Regions from separate parts of the Mus musculus genome. Here regions 1 and 3 are each linked to region 2. The links are chromatin contacts, called in public Hi-C maps. All regions are on one chromosome and are shown on one strand. Each heading gives the region's core, a stretch centred on a gene start, on an enhancer-like site or on the middle of the called end of the contact. The rest is flanking DNA. Distances are from core to core; before and after follow the strand shown. Region 1 overlaps Cdcp3 (CUB domain containing protein 3). Region 2 holds the start of 2310057M21Rik (RIKEN cDNA 2310057M21 gene). Region 3 overlaps Dmbt1 (deleted in malignant brain tumors 1).

The links. A called contact is a pair of places that touch in the nucleus more often than the background predicts.
Region 1: a Hi-C map of the C2C12 cell line shows a contact between it and region 2, with 2.6 times the contacts expected there. The contact joins the enhancer-like site here to the promoter of 2310057M21Rik in region 2. A contact is called at or near these places in 5 of 39 promoter capture datasets (the 3T3-L1 cell line, 3T3-L1-derived adipocytes, hippocampal neurons and 1 more), 2 of 484 Hi-C or Micro-C datasets (the C2C12 cell line and reprogramming fibroblasts) and 1 of 115 datasets of contacts at active chromatin or transcription factors (stem cell-derived neural progenitor cells).
Region 3: a Hi-C map of cerebellar granule neurons shows a contact between it and region 2, with 1.6 times the contacts expected there. The contact joins the enhancer-like site here to the promoter of 2310057M21Rik in region 2. A contact is called at or near these places in 3 of 39 promoter capture datasets (the 3T3-L1 cell line and hippocampal neurons), 4 of 484 Hi-C or Micro-C datasets (adipose-derived mesenchymal stem cells, cerebellar granule neurons, cortical neurons and 1 more), 2 of 115 datasets of contacts at active chromatin or transcription factors (astrocytes and forebrain) and 2 of 9 other capture datasets (adipose tissue and pancreatic islet).

The regions. Positions count from the first base shown.
Region 1 is chr7:131,185,528-131,188,524 of GRCm38.p6, reverse strand. All of the region lies in intron 2 of Cdcp3 (CUB domain containing protein 3), which reads right to left. Among named protein-coding and RNA genes, the nearest start is that of Cdcp3, 13 kb to the right of the region's middle. Within about 2 kb of position 1,279, at least 17 of the 459 cell types and tissues checked have an H3K27ac peak or open chromatin away from gene starts, as enhancers often do. A contact at or near this core is called in the C2C12 cell line, where this site is marked.
Region 2 is chr7:131,361,377-131,364,076 of GRCm38.p6, reverse strand. 2310057M21Rik (RIKEN cDNA 2310057M21 gene) reads left to right here and starts at 1,351. Exons shown (of 6, transcript NM_026655.4): 1 at 1,351-1,569; 2 at 2,141-2,344. The coding sequence starts at 1,406.
Region 3 is chr7:131,112,656-131,115,606 of GRCm38.p6, reverse strand. All of the region lies in intron 45 of Dmbt1 (deleted in malignant brain tumors 1), which reads right to left. Among named protein-coding and RNA genes, the nearest start is that of 4933402N03Rik, 32 kb to the left of the region's middle. Within about 2 kb of position 1,341, at least 6 of the 459 cell types and tissues checked have an H3K27ac peak or open chromatin away from gene starts, as enhancers often do. A contact at or near this core is called in cerebellar granule neurons, where this site is marked.

The DNA.
Region 1 (2,997 bases), core at 30-2,529, 180 kb after region 2:
TACCCGCGCCTCTTTACATCTGGCATACCCAAGCTGCAGGGCCAACTTGGGATTGCAGCTGTGGAGACAAAGGTGCCAGAGGCATCGGTGTAGGTGCAATCTTGATCACAAGATGTGCACTGTTGGGGATAGAGGTGGTCCTTACCTTCACAGATGACACTGGCATCTTCTCCAGGACCACAGTTATGTAGGTGCCAGCCAGCATGAGGACACTGCCCTAAAAAACTCTCTGTCCCAGTACAGTCCATCTCGTCCAGCAGAAACTCCCCTGGACCATCACCAAATCGTGCCTGGACTGGGGCTTCGAGGGCACGCCCGCAGTTGAGCTGTCGGCACACCACGTCGGCTTCACGTAGGTCCCACTGGTCATCGCAAACCCTGCCCCACTGGCCATGGTAGTAAACTTCTACGCGCCCGGAGCACCGTCCTGACCCATTCATGAGCTGCAACTGTGGCCAGTCTTAAAAGTACAAAATACTGCTGGAGAGAGGCTACTCTACTTGGGTCTCCTAGGATCCTAAATTTAACACCAAACACTCACACACACTACATCTGAGTAGATAGCACAGGGGATCCTGTCATTAGCAGGATGGACCTGGCCCTTTTTGGCACAGAGGTCAGAGTCTAGCAGCAAAGGTGAATTCTGACTCATCCTGGCTGAGTGAGGATTTTCAGGAAGAGCTGTGAGATGTCTTTGGACATTCAATCCTTAAGGCAGGACCCACTGGCCATGCTACCACTTTGCTATAGTGAGTCATTTTAGTGTAGAATTAGATGGAGTTCTGCAAGCATGCCAAGTGCTAACAAGCAAAGGTGGCTATTGGTAATGGGTTGAGAGTGAGTAACGGGTGGTAGGGATAGTGATGTCTCTTCTAAATGACAAAGGACTCAAGGCTTGAAGAGGAGCAGAAAGGAGTTACTTGGACCAAGAGCACCTGGGAAGAGGGTAGAACTTCCTTCAACCCAGTAAGCAAGACAAGACAACCAAAACAAAGCGGGGTGAGTACACAGGGATTCTCTGGTGAAGTTGTTCTATCCAGTAAGATTTGTGTGGCTACTGATCTACCCACTGGTTAGAAATGTGATACCCGCCAAATCGCATCACACAAGGAGCCAGGAAACCTTAACTCACCACCAGGAAATGGTGTTAAGAGTTCAGCATCTAAGAGCAAAGTAAATAAAAAGACGTCATTACCACACAAAGAGCCCTCATCCAAGTATGTGTGGCATCCCACAGAGCGGGCATGAGCTGGCACTGTGACTGTGTGTAGGCAGAGAGAGTGTTCAGTAGGAGGAGTGAAAAGTGATGCGTTCAGGGTGCTCAGAGTCATTTACATATCGGACGATGTGCACCAATTCACTGCTTCCAGAAGGCAGCAGAGTCGGAGGCTTCTATAAAAGCACTCCTGTGGTATTGCAATGGAGGACATCAAGAGACTTGGTTGTTAAGCACATTATCCTGGGACTCCCCTTTCTGTCCTTGTCTCAAGTTAGGAGTCTCCTTAGGCAATCTGAGTTCAGTTGCATCTGTGAACTAAAATCTGCCAGGGCAGATGCATTTTTCCTCCAGAGTTCTCTGAAATATGTTTGGGCAACAGAACAAAGCAGTTTGGGGGTGAAATACTACCTACATGGTTAAAGCCTTTTCATTTTTCTTTCTTTTGCTGGGTCCTTCTGATGAAATCCATTGTTTGCCTCCTGCCCTCCCCTGCCTCCCACGTGGGCTATGGTAGTGAACGCAATTAAGGGACTGGGGGAGCTTGTAGGTGCTCTGTTAAAGAGGTGCCAAGGTCTTTGCTCTTACCAACATCTCTTGAAGTTTCATTTTCTATGAGAATGTGTTCTGATTCTATGAGGAAGAGAAGGTAGAATGCAAAGTGAATCAATCGATGGGGAGAGGGAAAAATCAGCTTGCTGTTGCACTGTGTGCTCAGTGGGAAGCTCAGCCTAGAACTGGTTACACAGGGCTAGTGCGCAAAGGCCAGTGCTATCTGGGAAGGGAAGGTCATCTGCCTTTGTTCAGTATTTGTGGGGATGTGTACATGGTAGTGTGAATCGTGCTCACATCTTTCAGTGAGGGTTGGTTTGCCATGCTGGAATGGCCACAGCTAAACAGATGCAGTTTCTTAAGGGATTTATGCTAGCTTGTGCTAGCTATTTCAAATTCTATATAAAAATGCAACTTTGGTCTCTCTTAGACTTGTAGAGAGAATGGGATTTCGGAGTCTCTGCTCAGGGCAGGCAACCCTGGGTTTGTGCCGTTTGGGAAGTAAGGCTACTGATCAGCTCATCGGTATTTGTTCTCTCACTGACAAGCCAACTGCTCATTTTTCCCAGTTAGCATCCTTTGTCTTTCTGCCTGTATCAGGAGATGTGGGCACCTCTGGAGTTGGAATGGGAGAAGAGTGGGTTCTGATGGTGAAGGCTTTGCTTTAGAGAAACCAGAACAACTCAGCCGGGGTTCTCCCTGTACTTGTGGATCTTGTCAGGTCGTGGAGTGTGTGTGTGTGTGTGTGTGTGTGTGTGTGTGTGTGTGTGTGTGTGTGTGTGTGTTCTGGGGAGGCCAAATAGATGGTACGGATGAGACACCTAGCAGAGCAACAAAGACAACTGCGAATGCTTACACATTTTCCTAAGGTTCAGGGCATCTTCTCCAAACTGTGGGCATATTTGACGGTGAAAAGGGGCATTAGGTACGGACGCCTCTGGTCCACATATGTGGTGGGTGACCTCGGTCAAGAAGGTATTCATTTGGACCTTGATTTGTCCTTTAATTTTGGTTTCTTTATTTTCAAAACAAGAAAACTAAAGCAAGCCCTCCTAAGTGGTAAAGACGGAGAAGGAAATCAGTATTTGCAAGGAGCCACTTAAGCAGATAGGATTTAGGCTTTGAGGCAGTCTCTCAAGCAAAACCAGTCAGAGACTTGTTACTCCTGGCTTCAGAATACAAGGCATTCTATGATTCAAATTCTAATTCATAGCCACCAAAATAGCATA
Region 2 (2,700 bases), core at 102-2,601:
TCTGAGGGGGCTCCCCATACTAAACAGAACAAGAATGATGACCACTTAGAATGTGGGGAATTTCTTTTAAAAATATAAATTGAGCCTTTTAGAATTAAAGGTTACTGTTTCTAGATTTTGTTTATACTGAATCTCTGATTTCTCTTTCAAACTTGATGAACACATTATACATACACTCTGGTGACTGTCTATAGAATTCAATCATCTTTTTCTTGATGACATAAACACGTTTTTTGAACAGGGGTACACATACAGACTAAAATGAAAATTAAAGCAAAACGTTTTTTCTGAGCGATGAACAAAAAGTTCTGGGACAAAACTAGGTTATGGCTGAACAAAACTTCCCCAGAAATTATATATAAGGCCTCAAGCACAACTTTAAAATTCAGGTACTCCACATTTCTGTAAACAAATTTCTCCCCTCGCCTCAATAGATGTTTAAATTATCTACACAACCCACTTCAGGAAGATAATGGGGGTGGGTATGGGGTGGAACGACAGCCGATACCTAGCTTTCTTTCCAATGAGTATAAAGTTTCAAGTCCCACTTGTCACCACAGAAAGTTTGACCGTACAATGTACTTCTGAAGGGACCAAGGCCCATTGCCAGTTTTTGTCAAGGTTATGAGTGAGAAACCTTAAGTCGCAGCTTTGAGCCTCTTGGACATTTTTAACCTTGAGAATTCTGTCATTTAGGACGTGCAAGCACGCTCCACCGGGTTCCTGAGGCTCGGAAGCCGGGTCTTAGTGGGTTCAGTGTTTAGTGCCTTCGGCCACTCAGCATTATTCTGCAATGCTAAGCGCCGCGCTCCACTCTACAGCCCACGGAGGTGACCTGAGCAGTGAAACAACGCGATCAGCCGTGGTCGCACTGCTTCAAAAGCAGCCTGCATGGCCTTCACTCCACGGGCTGGCGCAGGAAGGGTCCCCGGAGTCCTCTTCCGAGGACCTCGGATTGGGAGCTGGCTTTACAGGCTGCTTGAGCCAAGGAGACCGCACCTATCTGCTTTGGTACCACCCTCAGGGTGCCGACACCGCCCAGGCGCCACCCCACCTCCCACCCTAAAGCGTCGCTGCTTTGCCAACGTGGAAATAAACCCCTGGGTTCCCGCGCGCAGAGCACTGCGCATGCGCGCGGCACCTGCCCCAGGAGCGGAGGAATTCCGCGCACGAGCCAACCCCTGGCTCTTTTCCGCGGAGATTTTAAACCAACTTCTGGAAGGGAGACGAACACGCATGCGCACGTGTGGTGGTTGGGTCCCGGGATGGGAAGGGTTGGAGTGGGATGGGGTGGGGTCGGGGGAAGAACCGGAAGTTGTGCTGAACCTTCACCTCCCCTGGGCACTGAAGGAAACGCAAGCTCTGCGAGAGAGGTTCCGACGCCGCCTGGGTTGGAGGAGACAGAATGGAGACCGCGATCGAAGACGCGGGACTGGACCGCGGCCCGACGCTGACCTCGTCCTGGGATGCGGCGTGCGGGGCGCTGACCCAAAGCCTTTTTCTTACCCGGACTGGGCCACGTGCCCAAGACTTGGACTTCGAGCAGCTACTGGAGCCGCCAGCTCCGAGGTGCGCCGGGCCAGGGCCGGGGTCGGGTGACAGTCACGCTGCTGAGGAGCCGGGAGGAGGACGGGAGCCGAGACGGGCGAGGGAGCCGAGCGAGGCCGCGGGGACGGCATGGGGGAGAGCGGTGGTGCCTGGAGGTGGGCGAGGCTGCGGGCAAAGGGTGCGCGCTGGGCCGGAGAGGCCGGGAAACTCGTGTTCAAGATGCCCTCCTGTTACAATCCTCCTCGCCCCCCACCCGCGAACGCCCCCAGTCTTCTATTTGGGGGGAACAAGAACCACGGCGTCTTGGAAAAAGACACATGGTTGTTTTAACATTCAGTAAACGCTTTTAATTGACTGCGAATGAATTAGATAGTTGAATAGGCTGTCCACGGTCTAGGAAAAGTGGACGGGAATGAATGCCCTGACGCCTCAAACCTCTGTTCCTTATTAATTCTGTGAGAAGTATCTGTGGGTGATGGGGAAGGTTCTTGGTTCTCATGGCAAGTAGAGGTGAGTTTGAAAGGATTAATGGGTTATGCTTCTACTCGGAAAACTTATCTCTGTGATTTTTTTTTTTCAATTTTCTTCTCAGCCAGGATCCGGTTAGTCTGAAAAGCAGCCTGAGCCCCCGAGATGAAAACCCCTGCTTCATTTACCTGAACTGTGGCCCTAATGGGGGTGAAGAAATCCTTTCGGTTGGCGTTCTGAGTTCAGCAAGAAACATGGAAGTATACTTAGGAGAGGAGTATTGTGGAACCAGTCGAGGCAAGACTGCCTGCACTGTCCTGGATGACAGGTTTGTGACTTGTCTAGATGAAAGTGTTCATATGAATCAGTGTCTTTATTCTCAGCTCGTAATGTTTGTGGATTTTCTGAGACTGACAGGACAGGAGTCATTAGGGAAGAGAAGTTAAAAACATGCCAATAGACATAGGTTAGACCACTAAGCCTTCCAACGGCAGGGTTGATGAGCAAGCTTAAAAATATGGAGATTTCGGGCTAGTTAACTGGAAGTGAGTTGGCGGGTCACTGGTAATTAGTGGAAGAGCTTTATTAGAATGCAGTCCAGGTAAGCATTCTTGTTCTCACGTATCTCAGCAGGATCTGTTTAACAACCATTAGACATTCTGAAACTGACTCTCTTCCCTTCTA
Region 3 (2,951 bases), core at 92-2,591, 250 kb after region 2:
GTGACCCACTTCTCCCAGTCCCTTATGCTTAGAGCCCTGTATGTTGTAAGAGCAGAATAATAGAAGGGTGGCGTGGACACTATCCAGAATTTAAAGCAATTGTACTCTTCATAGTGGAAAAAAAAAGGTATGGCAGGGCAGGACAGATCAGAGACAGACAGATAGACACACATGGGGGAGGGGGGAAACAGAGACAGATGAAGAGAGTGTTTTCCACTCTAGTCATGCCAGCTGTGAATGGTGAAGCTCTGTTCTAATTGGTTGGGACCTGGACAAGGCCCCATTTGTTGCCAGTGCACTCATGCAACTTACATATAATTAATTTTTTTCCAGGATAAAGACCTTTCTACTTCTTGTCTATTGTTGAGAACTCTACTCTGCATGTAATGTAATCTAAACATAAGACAAGAGCTTTGGGGGTAACTTTGTTGACTCTTCCTTTATCTTCTCTAGCCTGATCGTTCCCTCCACAGACTGACCAGAGCCTAGGGCATGGCCAGCCTGATCGACAGAGGGCATCAGAGCCTGCACTCCAGACCCAGGTCTGGAGAAGAACCAACAGACAGAACTTTTGCTTTCCAAGTTCTCAGGGGAAGCATACTGTATTTCTTCTGTGAATTCTTCAAAGTTTTTAACCATTCATATTTTGGTACCAATGGTGTTACAAACCACATATGTCTCTCAAATTATATTTAACATGAGTTTACACATGAAGTCCATATATGTCTCTCTGTGACAGAGCTCAGTTCTGAATCTTCTCTAAACAGTAAGCACAGAATGAAAACTTATTTCTTGACTGGAAGGGGCCATTATGACTCTAGATTAAAATTCTTCTTAGGCATCTGCCTAGGTAGAAACACAACCAATGTGACAGAAAGTCCTATGTGTGAATCTACTGAGAGACCTGGGTTCTCAGTGTCCTGGCATGCCTTTCACTGTGAGAAAGCTCATCCATTCTGTGACACCAGCCAACACATCACCTTCCCAGTGTGTGGCAGCCTGACGAAGCCATAAATAGCCTGCTACAGAGCACACTGACTCCACAGTTCCTGAGTATGTGTCCCTGGATACTTGGCTCAGTTTCTCTAAGATTTTTTTTATCTCCTGTGATTAAGGGAGGATAAAAGGCTTCCTGAGACTTTTATAAGTCATGTAGAAGTCTCCGTTCAGTGCCCTGCCATACATAATAGTTGTTGATACTATCATAAAGTCTTGGGTTCTGTACCAGAACACCAAGGATGGCAAAGGTAAATAAAATTAGCCCTGCCTCTGAAGCACTCAGTTTGATAGGTTCTGCAGCTGTTTCATAAGTGGGGAGACAAGAATGCAGCAAGTGCTACCCAGGCTCATTCCAGTTAGAACAGGCAGGGCTGGCACGCTGGTTAGATGCCCTCAGTGATCTATGAAGTGCCACCAGCAAGCTTCTGAGATGCTTGATTCTCCGGGCTGCACATTTGAAAAAAGGAGCAGTAATCACCTTCAGTGGCCGACTCACCAAAGGCTGGAGGTGACATGTTTAACTTAAAGAGCAAAATAACAAACCCAGCTGTGTGTCAGAGGAAGCGGAAGGAATCCGTAGCCCTTCACACAGTGCCTGGCTGATACGCATTCTTCTCTGTGAGTAGCTCATCTCACCCACTAAGTTCTGAAGGAACTCCTGGGTGTTTAGAGTCTCACCAGGAGATCTGGATCACAGTCATAGGGATGACCCAAGGCCCGCCTTATTGGCTGAGTGCCCAGTTCCTCTCTCAGTGTGTACTGTGTGTCAGAGGAACGGGAAGGAATGCCCTGTAGCCCTCCACACAGTTCCTGGCATATGGCAAATGCTTATCACGTATCTGCTGCATTACAGGCATCTGAACTTGTCTGTCCTGTACATACCACCATAGTAAGACACACCACTTTTCCATTGCCCAACCATCTCCATCCTGCTAACCTAGAAGCAGGCCACCCATGAAACCCTTTTTCCTATTGCACAGTCATTCTCTTTTGCTAAATTTAGCATGAATGGCACATTTCTATCTAATAGTGATATACATAGAATTTTTGTCTAACTCTTCTGTGTTTGGCTTCTTTTTCTTAGCAGGATGTTTCTGAGAGTCTTGACTTGTGGTGTCAGCCCTATCCTATTGGTCTACATGGCTTTGGTCAATGGGCCTGATCTCTCTTCATTCAATTTCCTCACTTCTAAAGTGGGACTGACAATACAAGAGTACTTGTTAAGAATTTGGGCATAGCCAGACATGGTATTGTGAGTCTTTAATCCCAGGATTCAAGAGACAAAGGTAGGCAGATCTTTGTGAGTTCAAAGCCAAATCTGGTCTACATAACCATCAAGAACTGCATGGAGAAACTTTGCTTCAAAACATAAAATAATAAAATAACATTTTGGAAGTAGAACATGGACTCAGCACAGTGCCTTCCACTGACAGGATGACAACAGGGCAGTCTATGTTAAAATCACCAAGTCTCAAGCAAATCAAGATGGGTGACCACTCTACTAGTCCTGTCTAAACCATGATGGCCCATGGGCCACACTACTCAAAATGCCAAGCAGGGTACATGCTTTTGTAAGTCAATATTCAGTACTCCATTATGAATTTTGTAGACGACAATGTCATAGTATGATGTCAAAGCATTGCCCCACCACCACCACTCCTGTTGATCACTCAAGAAATGGCAACTGTGGCAACTAAGTGAGTGTGAGTCTCAGCAGGGCACTGGCTTCCTCAAAGGCATAACAACGCATTTAACAGCTGATGGCTGTTGTAGACCTTAGCTATGTAAAGTGTATTTGTATCTTTGGTTTAGGGGCCTCTGCTTCTTTGACACATCCCAAATGAAACCATAAGAAAAATTCTTCTTCTGAAAACTCTCAAGCTTCTGGGAGCTGTGTGAGCGGCTGCCTGCTGAGTGCTCCCTCTGCTGGACACTACTGGAATTCCCCATTT